3 separate regions of the Gossypium hirsutum genome follow, and all the other regions are linked to region 2. The links are chromatin contacts, called in public Hi-C maps. All regions are on one chromosome and are shown on one strand. Each heading gives the region's core, a stretch centred on a gene start, on an enhancer-like site or on the middle of the called end of the contact. The rest is flanking DNA. Distances are from core to core; before and after follow the strand shown.

The links. A called contact is a pair of places that touch in the nucleus more often than the background predicts.
Region 1: a Hi-C map of leaf shows a contact between it and region 2, with 3 times the contacts expected there. The contact joins the promoter of LOC107933527 here to the promoter of LOC107933524 in region 2. A contact is called at or near these places in 25 of 34 Hi-C or Micro-C datasets (anther, callus, cotyledon and 5 more).
Region 3: a Hi-C map of hypocotyl shows a contact between it and region 2, with 1.7 times the contacts expected there. The contact joins the enhancer-like site here to the promoter of LOC107933524 in region 2. A contact is called at or near these places in 2 of 34 Hi-C or Micro-C datasets (hypocotyl and leaf).

What each region holds. Positions count from the first base shown.
Region 1 is chrA08:102,450,213-102,453,884 of Gossypium_hirsutum_v2.1, reverse strand. It overlaps LOC107933527 (common plant regulatory factor 1), which reads left to right and starts at 2,201. Exons shown (of 12, transcript XM_016865763.2): 1 at 2,201-2,715.
Region 2 is chrA08:102,666,506-102,670,405 of Gossypium_hirsutum_v2.1, reverse strand. It overlaps LOC107933524 (protein CURVATURE THYLAKOID 1A, chloroplastic), which reads right to left and starts at 2,450. Exons shown (of 5, transcript XM_016865757.2): 1 at 1,949-2,450; 2 at 1,276-1,364; 3 at 1,073-1,180; 4 at 916-987; 5 at 339-558. The coding sequence starts at 2,105. The coding sequence ends at 493.
Region 3 is chrA08:102,504,213-102,507,996 of Gossypium_hirsutum_v2.1, reverse strand. No RefSeq gene overlaps it. Among protein-coding and RNA genes, the nearest start is that of LOC107933527, 54 kb to the right of the region's middle. Within about 2 kb of position 1,601, at least 5 of the 9 cell types and tissues checked have an H3K27ac peak or open chromatin away from gene starts, as enhancers often do. A contact at or near this core is called in hypocotyl and leaf, where this site is marked.

The DNA.
Region 1 (3,672 bases), core at 952-3,451, 220 kb after region 2:
GTCCCCTCGCCGGTGGACGTCGTAGGGAGTATATCATCCCTTCTTGTGGATGTTTCGTAACGTTCTCAATTAGATGTGGATTGCCAACCACTAGAAGTTGATGTCATTCCCCAATACATATTTTCAGCATCAAACATCGACCCATCGATGTGCATGTCTTATCCACTAACTGCGTGTCGTGTAAGAGTTGTGTCTTCCATATTGCCACTAAACACGGGCGCTTCCGTGTTCTGCCTCCCACTAATGGAGTGTCGGGTAGGGGTCATAGCTTCCTCTCGAACAACAATAGATGTAGAAGTCACAAATGTTTCATTTGGCGATGAAAATTGTACATATAACTCAAGATATGGTGATCCACTAGTGAGATGAGTCTGCACCATCACCTCAAAGCTACAACCACCTTTGATATCAAATGAGTTATATGTTACGGGATCAATTGAAGCATAAAACCGATACGTAATAGAAGAAACTCTCATTGGCATCGTTCCGAAGATTTTGCGCCTAATTCTTTTACGAAATTTTGTCAAATCTATAGTCTGGTTAAAAACTATTCGCGTTTTGTTCTCCGATAAAAAAACAACGCCGTTCTTGGTGCACAGACCTCACAATCATAGTAAATAACAACACTAATACGTTCACTCATCTTCAATTTCTATTAGTTTAACCTCTCTAATTTTTCTTGCTGTAACTTATGCAACCTGAGAATGAAATTTGGCTCATTTATAGCCTAAGGCCAAACATAAACTACTGTAGAAAAATAGCGTCCACATGGGAGCGCTTTTTCAGTAATTTTGCTGACAGTGCATCCTGTTTGAAGCATTTTTTACACTTTATTTAGAAACGTCTTCTCAAAATTATTTTTTCAGGAACTACTGTAGAAAAAGTATGTCTACGTAGGAGCTTTTTTCATCAATTTTACTGACAGTGCATCCTGCTTGAAGCGTTTTTGACACTATTTGTTTAGAACTGTCTTCTCAAAATTATTTTTTCAGAAACTATTGTAGAAAAAGAGCGTCCATGTGGGAGTTTTTTCAGTAATTTTGTTGACAGTGCATCCTGCTTGAAGCGTTTTTGACACTATTTGTTCAGAACCATCTTCTAAAAATTATTTTTTTAGGAACTACTATAGAAAAAAACCAAAATCCTTATTGTCAATATAATTTCCCTAAACCCTAAACCTAAACACAATATTATTTTTTTTTTAAAATAAACCCAAATTTAATTAATTTATTTAAAACCCCTAAATCCTAATTAATTAATTTTAAAAAAACACTAAATCCTGATTTATTTTTAAAAATTCCTAAAACTTAGAACCCTAAATTATTTTAACAAATACTACAAACTTAACCTTAAATTATTTTAACAAAACCCTAAACCAAAAAACCCTAGGGACTAAACATGCAAAAAGCCATAACCTAGAAAAAACACTGAGCAAAATGCACCCATAGGGAGCGTTTTTGCCACGTCAGCAAAGCGCATCCACGTCAGTGCGTTTTCTGTTGACATGGCAAAAACGCTCCCTAAGGGAGCGATTTGCTAGAAATTTCACCCTAAAACGCTCGTATGTGGACGCCTTTTGCCAAAATCGACCATTTCTGATAAATAATGTAGAAATTGACTTATTTCCGTAAATATATTTAGAAATGGGCATTTATAGGTAAATTAGTCCATTTTCAATGAAACAAACGGAACATTATTATTAGAATAGTAAGCACAAGCTGGCAAGGCGAGAAGGCCCATAACTGATGTAGAACTCTATATAAATAGAAAAATAAAAGGAAAAAAAGGCGAATCTCGATAGTTATGAGAATTGAAGTTTGAAATTAGATTTATCAGTCGAAATTAGCTTTTTTTTTTCTTAGTCTAGAAAGGGATCAAAATCAAAATTTTACGAAATTAAAAAATATATCCTAAAAAATAATTTGAAAGAAAATTATTATGAAAAAAACGAATTTTTACATAATTGTAAAAAATAAAAAAAATGCAGATTGAAAAATAGAAAAAAATAGCGTCATTAAAAAAAAAGAAAAAGCCGAATTAAAATATTTTTAAAAAATAATTCTTACGTGACAAAAGCGTGGATTACGCCCCCAATTAGAATTAGGTCGTCACCAATTGGCCATTGGTGGATTCCAAAAGATTTTATTCATTTTAGTTAAATCCGAGGCAATTAAATACCCCTTCCCAAAAAAAATAAAATAAATGAAACATGACCACGTAAGCCCACATGACGGGTGGAATAGGTAGGACCCCCATTACCCGATATGCGTAGATCGACTAAATAACCAACACGTGTACGGTACAAATGATGTTTGAATAAATAAAAATGGCCAGCGCGAATATCGATGGGCCAACTCAACAACCCAACTTTGCCCCCTCAACACCTCCGTATATACGCTGTATTTATACACCTTGCTTTTCTACGACACGTTTTTGTTGACGTGGCTGTTGCCTTGGCGCTCCCTTTCCTTCTTCTTCCCACGCCCTCCTCTCTCTCTCTCTCTCTCTCTATTTTTCTTTCTCCGTCTCTGCGAATTAGAAAAAAGAAATTCCTTAAATTTTCTCTTTGTTTTTCAGTGAAGATAATGCGGTGTTTTTGAGTATTTTGTTTTACAATATCTCTTTCTGCTCCTTTTTTTTCCCCAATTGAGAGTTATTAATTTCACGCTGTAAAGCTGCTGAGAGAAGGGAGGTTTCTAGATTTGGATTTTCGAGGTATGTTAAAATTAGAGTTCTGTTTTTTTTTAATTGACTTCTTTCGAGTTTTATATAATGTTTGGTTAGTGGATTAGTGCTTAATGATTTCTTTTGGTTGTCTGATAAACGGGCGGGGATGTTTATATTTGAAGAATTAAATTTAGTTTTGGAGTTTTATTTTTTTATTTTAAAAAAGTTTCGGTGAGGTAATGTAGGGAAGTGGATTCAATTCAAGTTTTTAATTGTTCTGGAAATGAAATGTCTTCAACTCACTTATTTAGCTTTTCCATATTAACATAATACGGAATTTTGTAGGATTTATGAAAATACACTTCGTCTTCTTCTTCTTCTTCTTCTTCTTCGTCTTTACTGACTTTCAGCGTTTACTTTTTCATGGATCTATGTAAGTTCGTGGTAATTTCTGATTGGAAATTTCGAATCTGCATGACTGTTTTGGCTGAAAGATTTACAATAAGTTTCAAGGAAGTTAACGAAGCAAAGGAATGCAGATGAGGAAATTAGACGATGAAAACCGAAACAGCTTATTGAGAGAAAACTGATATTTCAAAAGGAAAAGATGACTTTTAGTGGATTCATCTAAAATGATAGGTAATAGTCCAAAACTTAAAATCTTATTGAGAGAAAAGCTTACAGGAAAACTGCAGAAATCTTCGACTGCGGTTTGAAGGGTATTTTTGTCCTTTAGTTAACAGATTAAATCCTGTGGGTTAGATTTTCGAAATTTGCAATCGCTCTTCTGTTTTAGGTATGGGTGCTTGAAAGTCGGTTATACCCTTACCTTTCCGTATTTTTCCGGGTTAAGCACTTTTCTCCAATCTCTTTATTTAAAGGATATTTTTTTGGTTCCTTTCTTCTCAGGGATTATTATGTTGATGAAAATTTATATTCATTGAACTGAATGAAAACCCTTTTATGGCGAAAATCCCAGTGTTTGGTTACAAATACTTTTTAAAG
Region 2 (3,900 bases), core at 1,201-3,700:
GTATGATATCAATCTGGGTATTGAATTTGGTGGCAGCTGGTTAATATTAAACTATGAATGTTATATATCGGTTCCTCCTACCTCTAGAAAGCTTCTCCAGCTTTAGAATGACATTCAGGCGACTCTGTTGTATAGGAAAAGATTTGCAATTTAACTATGGTTTCTTGAGAGATATTAAGAAGTGTTGGCATTTGCATGCTCGAATTTGTTGTTTTGTTTCTGCAGAGTTCATGAACCTTGACATGATAATAGGGCGAGTCACTGTACATTTTAATGGAAGAAATGGGATATCTCTGCACTAAACATGGCATTTATATGTAGTAGGAAAACTAGAGGCATGCGCATAAAATTGACAAGTTTTATTCCAGGAACAGGGGAAATATAAAGGTGACAAGAATTCATACAAGGAATCCCTACAATTACAGAATAAAGATGTCTCTTTTAGAGGATACAAGAAGGCCAGATTAGCATGCCATTGCCAATCCTGTACATCTATTCAGTTCCAGCAATCTTCTTCTTCAGTGCCTCAATATCCGTAGCTAGTTCTTTCCTGCTTGACTGAGGTAATACGCATGTTTTTAGCACACGGCTTTTAGTGTTCATATATATGATCTGATACTATAGTCTGATAACCAATTTGATTTTAATCGTAAATTAATCCACTCTTTTAAGTTGAACACCACCTCTAATATATAAGCTAGATTTAAAAGTTCAAAGTGAGCACTTGCAACAAAAAAATGCTGATTCAAAACCATCAAATACATCATTGTCTCTTCATGCATTTGTAAATTTCCCTTTAGAGTTATCAAGTTGAACAATTTGCAAGTGTTTAAATGATGTGGCTCACCCATAAAGAACTTGGATTATTCCACACAAAAAATACATGGGACCATATATATTTGACTGAAAACTTACCTTGAAGAGAAGGTATCTATAGACAAACCATCCTGAATATCCAAGTCCAACCAACTCCATTATCTTTGGAAGCTGAGAAGCACAGAAATGCATTGATTTCAGATAGGATTAGCATATAAAACAAGTTATAAAGTGTAGCATGAAGAGTTCCACTTACCAAGGGCACTGAGTTAATGGCGCCAACAAGAATAGATGATAGCCAAACGGCAACTATTGCCCCACCACCATAAAGAAGAACCGTGGTCTTGTTCTCAACTTTATCCCACTAGAAAACCACGAAAAAACAAGCCAAGTCAGGCACTCAGTTCAGCAGGTTAAAAGAGCAAGAAATTGATTATGTGCAGGCCACCATTTTCTCACTTTTTCTTTCAAGTCATCAAAAAGCTCCCCGGTATCGACAGAGGTGTCTTCTGTTGCTTTTGTTTGGAGAAAAGGAAACCTCCGGGATTCTGTACCAAAAACAACAGGGTAAATAGAAGGCCAAGGAATACGTAGCTCAAAGTCAAATGCATATACTATGACAGAGACAACCAAATAAAACTATTTGTTGTTGTGGCATTATAAAGGAAGAGCGCTATATATTAGACCACTTCATAGTTGTTTTACCTATCTATTCATGTTATACGAACATGTCCGACATTCATCCAGAGTTGTTACTTGCATTCTATCCCATACTTGAATTGGTACCAATTCATCCCCATTTGAAATTTGGGGTCCCAACTCCCATATTATCGTCCAAAAGATTGACCCATTTTTTCAGACAAAAGCCTCCATAATTAGTTTACTGCAACTACTCTTAACACGTGTGATTGTCACCAATATAACGTTTCTGATCCTACACCCACCACCAATGATTTCATTTCCGAAAAAACCAATCTCAATTCCGAATATGGTGTTTGGAAGAACAGGATATAGAAGTGAACTCTTAACTTCTATGACCATTAAGCTTTCATTTTCATTCAGTAAAATCAAACAAAAGGAAGAGCAGGCAAGTGAAGTGAGGCGTTAAAAGGGAGAATGTTAACAGCAGTACCTGGAGTTAGCTTAACGGACGAGGAAAAGGAAGCGGTGGAAACGCGAGGAGGGACAGGCGGCAAGGCGGAACAGTGGGTTGTTCTAACGGCTGCAGGAACACGTGGAATCAAGACGGCGGTGGCCGACATGGAAGCTGATGCTGCTGCTGCCGCCATTTTTTCCTCAAAAATTAATTACTGCTATTTCTGAGATAGATAAGCGCCCTCTTGAACGCTACAAATCCTATCCTTTCCTTTCCTTTTGCTGCCTTCTTTCACAGTAGTATTCTTCCTTGCTTTCAAAAAAAAAAAAAAAAAAAGCTCTTCTTAGAAAAAATTCGTTTTCTAATTTATTTTTGTCTGAATGTTTGAATTACCTAAAAGTAATAATAAAAAATGGTATTATTAGTGTGGGTGAGGTTTTGGTGGCAGACGAATGGAGTGATTGACAGGTGGATAAGATTTTTGAAGGAGGATTATGATTGGTTCGTTCCCTATCTATATGCAATCCATGTTTTGAGTAATAAGGGGTCATAGCCCACTAGCTACACCTTTTAAATGGGCGGGTTATCACGACTTTGATTATCGTCAAAAACTTTCACTCAAGGTATATTAATTTTTCTATAAATCAAGGTATTTTTTTATATAAAAATATAACTTGAATTTTATCGAAAATTTACCATTTAATTTGAAAGCTGTTAAAAAATATTTATCATTTTAATTTTTTTTAATTTAGTTAAATAAAATTGTTCAAGTCTAGTTTTGTTAAAATATGAATTTTAATACTTCGATTGGATTCTTTTTAATGTGTAAGATAATACTATGATCCATGAGGGAGGAATCAATTGGGCATGCCTTTTTAGAATTCTTGCTTGGCACATATGGAGGAATCACAATCATTTTATTTTTCAGGAAAAATTTTGGAGCCCAAGTGACGTAATCAAAATTTCGTATAGTTGGGCCATACATTTCTTTTCGACCTTTAATACAGAAATGGTTGGTTGCCATGATTTATCCTATGAAGAACGTGTTGAAAAATATGGACATCACATATATAATAAGAATAATTACATGTTATTATTATTTACTATCATGATATGTTAGACCAAATTAAAAGTGATCTAATTTGGTTAATGTTTTATTGTGCTTTAATTATTAAATAAAATATGGGTCAAATACGTGTAAATATTTTAGCAATTGAGTTCTAATCAAATTCTAATTAATGATGGGCTAATTAGAAATTAGTACTAATATGACAAGATTATAAATATTAGGGTTATGGTCCCCAAATTATATACAAGATATCTTTTCTAATATCCCATCCTTAAGAAAGAGAGAGCAATATTCTCTGAATTTCTTGTGTGCTAATTTGGAAGATCAAATTCCCAAGATCAGGAAAAACTTCAAGGAATTTATGGATTTAGGTATGCTTCTGCATCTAGTTTTATTCTTATTTTGTTCTTAATGATTTGACATGAGAAGATCCTGATGTATGATTTATTAAATTTTATATCATATCTTAATTAATAATTCTAACAAGTGACATCCGAGCCTCGAACATATTAAATAATTGGGAATTGATTAAGGTTATTCATTTGAATGATTGATTTATAAAATTTCATGGGTTTTATATTTCGGATAACATCTTTGAAGGTTTATATTAAAGTATTTTTTTAATATCTTGATTATCTTGAATTCATATTAAAATTTTAGGGATTTATTTTAATTTTTAATTTGGGTGATTTTCAAATTGATAAATTTAATTATAGAGTTTAAAATATTTTACTTCAGTGAATGATCATGTTAAAGTCAATATTTTTTTTTCATTCTTCATTGTCCTATGTTTCAATTTCTGTTAAATGAATAAATAATAAATCTGTATGACATTTAGTTAAAAAAAATTGGAAAAGAAGTTCATAGTTTCGTATGTTTCATTTATATACATAAATATATAATATATGCATGCTTTAGT
Region 3 (3,784 bases), core at 352-2,851, 160 kb after region 2:
TCTAAAAAAACTTAAGTCGGGTAGGGGAGTTAAGTCATTATGTAAGCTCTTCATATTTGAGGGTATACCATATATAATTCATTTTAAATGATGAATATTTTTAACTTCTATAAATTCTTCCTTTTAAGTATAATGTGATTTGTTAAAAAAAATTAAACTTGTTTAAAACTCAATCAATACTAACAAAATCATAATTATAATGATAAAATTGTTGTTAATTAGAATTAATAGTCTTATTATATAAAAAATTCTTTTGAAAGTAATTTAATAATTAATCGAAAATAACAATTTACCCATAATTGAGAGTGAGAGAGAGAGGAGGGAGAGAATTTCTTTTAATTTTTAATATATTTTTTTGTGATTTTATACTATTTTAAATAAATTTTAATATTTTTTTATAATTTTTACCCTTATTATAATTTTTAAAATTCTAGGTTTATTTTGAAATGATTTTTCTATTATTTTAAATATTTTAATATTTTTAAAATCTTAAAAAAATAAAAAAATTATTTTTATATTTTTAGAAATTTTATATCTTTTTATTATTTTTTAAACAAATATAATAAAAATTACAGATTTCACCACATGGAACAACCCTAACGTGCCACATGGGAAGTTAACAATGAAGTTAATGGCATCAAAAGATGACGTCTTAATTAATTATTTAAATTCAATTAAAGATTCAATTAATTGTTTAAATTGAATTGAAGGTTGAATTAAATTTTTATATGAATTTAGAGTTGAATTTATTATTAAATTGTTTTAAAGGGTTTTTTTATATATAATAAACCTTAATAGAGTTTAAAGTTTGAGAATCCATTCTGTAACATTTTTTTAAAAAATTTTGATCCAAAATTTAGTTTTATTTTTCTAAAGAAATGAAATTAAAAATGATTACATATCTATACTATTTATTAAGTGTTTTTATTGAATTAATGTCACCCTTAATCGTGTTATCAACTCGGTTAAGGAAATAATAAAAATATTTTTTCGTAGTTAAAAGGAAATTAATTAATTGAGGATAATTTAATCTTTTTATTTAAAAACTCAATAAAAATATACATATGGTAATATTTAAACCTGAATCAATTGTAATAGTAAAATTTTTAAATTTCCACTCAACTAAAATTTTATTTTGAAATTTTATACAATTTAATTTTATATTTGATTGAGTTTGTGTAATAAGCTAACTAGATATCGACTCAAGATCGATAACAACATCATAATAAACAATTTTAATCTAACTTCTTTTTTATTTTAACATCATACATATTTCATATATTATTAATTAATTTCAAATAATGTGTATTTATTCTAAATTTGATACACATATGATAAGAGTTTGTAGTCTTATTTATTTAGTCTTCAAATTTTCTAAAAATATCAATTAAAAATACAAATCTTCAACTGTTCTTTTTAATGGTTTAGTTGATGAAATCATGAAGGGTGGATTAAAGAGGAGGGACTAATGAGGGGAAGGCACGCGGAATCCTCCCACGTGGAGATATGGCAGTGACACGCGGGCCATTGAAGATCTCTAGAGAGTCCAAGCGGCATAAAAATGAGCTGGCTACGCAACCTCCTTTGCTGCGTGATTGTGGGGTCCACCTTGTCTGTGAGTCGGTCTACAGTGGACACGTCACGGCCTGGACCACTTTCACTCACCGACATATGGCAAATGCGGCTGGGGCCCACCCAGCATACGTATTTAGATGCTTTTCTTTTTTCCCCTGCCAGGCCTCGTTGGCAGATATACTTCTTTTATCTTTCCCTGGCATCGTGGTTCATTTCCATTCCTCCGATTCACGAAATTAGGACCGTGGATCTCCTTTACGTCAGAGCAATTTAAAAATTGAATATAGTGATTTTTAATTTGATGATCGGATAGGGAGTTGCGCATCTTTGTAGAGATGAGTTGGGAAAGTGTATTTGATTCGGCATGAAAATGGGCGGTCGGGATTAAAGATTTGAGTGAGATTCGAGTCAAAACAAGGTGCGTCAGACATGGAGTGCAATCCGCGTCGGAAAGCGAGAGGAGAGCTGCCCCACCATCTGAATTTACTAGATTGCCCCTTTACTTCTTCTTTTTTATGCCCACTGTATTTTTGGTACTGTCAGCAGCACTTTGTTTTATTTCCTTTTCATTTGACTAATGTGCATAAATTTTGTTTATATTTAAGAAATAAATATTAAAAAATAAATTTGAAAAGTACATATTCTTTTAGCATTTGGTCACCAAATCAAAAATATTTTTTTTTAAATCTACCTTCTTTTCCCAAAATAACAATATTGGAATAAATATAAGAATTTTAACTTTTAATTTATTTAAATTATTTATTAATTCAGTATTAGCATAATAATATGATTTATAATCAATATTAAAATATTACATTTGTAATTCTAAATAGAATTATTGGCATAAATATTAAAATATTAATTATTAAGTTAATTAAGTTTTAACTTGATTGATATACGTATTGTTTCCAGTGCAGGATGGCGTGAATTTAAGTACGTTGAAATATATTATCCTTCTATTTATGAAGGAGCTATGAGTATTTTTAGCCATTATTTAAAAAAAAGCAGATATAATTAAAACCTATAATAAAATTATTCAAAAAATATTAATTATTTAAAATTTATTTTTTTAAAGGAAAATTTTGTTTATCATTAAAATACTAATTAATAATCTAAAATATTAATTATTTAATAACGTTATTTAACGTATTATATTAATTTGAAATAACAAAAGTAATACTAGTTCGTGTATTAAATGAACATTATTATTGAATTAATCATATAATTATTCTAAAACTCTTAAAAATTGTAATAATTATTCAATATTATTTGCATTAATATTTTGTAATTTTAAAATATTTGAAGTTTGTATTATAATAAATTTATTACTAAATACCTCTAAATTATAATTGATATATTAGTTTTCTCATAAAATATTAGGAATACTATTTAAAATTTTAATTAATTAGTAACTTTGAAATTATTATAAAACAATATGTTATGAAATAATGATTTTATTATATCAATTATTAAAATAGTAGCATTATATTATTTATAACATAAATATGCATTAATAGTAATATTGAAATTTGTAAAATTTTAAATCAATATTTCAAAATTCTAAAAATTTCTGTTAATTTTTTTATATTAAATTATATATTTTTTATTGAACTTATACGAAATATTATTGTTAAATATAAATTTAAATGAAGAATATTTGGTACTTTATCAGTAGAGTTTTTAGATTTCACAAGTAAAATTAGGAGTTTTGACAAGTGTCCTGTAAGGTATAGTGATATATTTAAAAAAAATAAACAAATGACAAATTTCTAAACTTATCTCTAGAATAAAAATATATATATATACTGCCAATCTACCAAATACTAATCTAAAATTAAAACCAAATAAGTAAAATTTAATTTATTAAAATTTATTCTAAAGTTAAGTTTTTAATAAGTCTATATCACAATAAGCCCTTAATTTTCTTAGGTTTGGTTGAATAATTTAAATTCAAAAAGTGCATTAGAAAAGTTGTATTTAATTCTATAAGAAAAAGGAAAAGTTGTATTTAAAACTTTTTGAATGTTTAATATTATTATCAAAATTGTTGTCTAAGTAGAATATCTAAAAATATATTTACATTTATCTATAATCTATATTTATATATAGACTATATAAAAAAATTAAATATCCTTAATTATTTGTTATATTATTTAATTTTTAGTAAAATGTTATTATAAGATCTACATTTTTAAATTTTTTATCAATT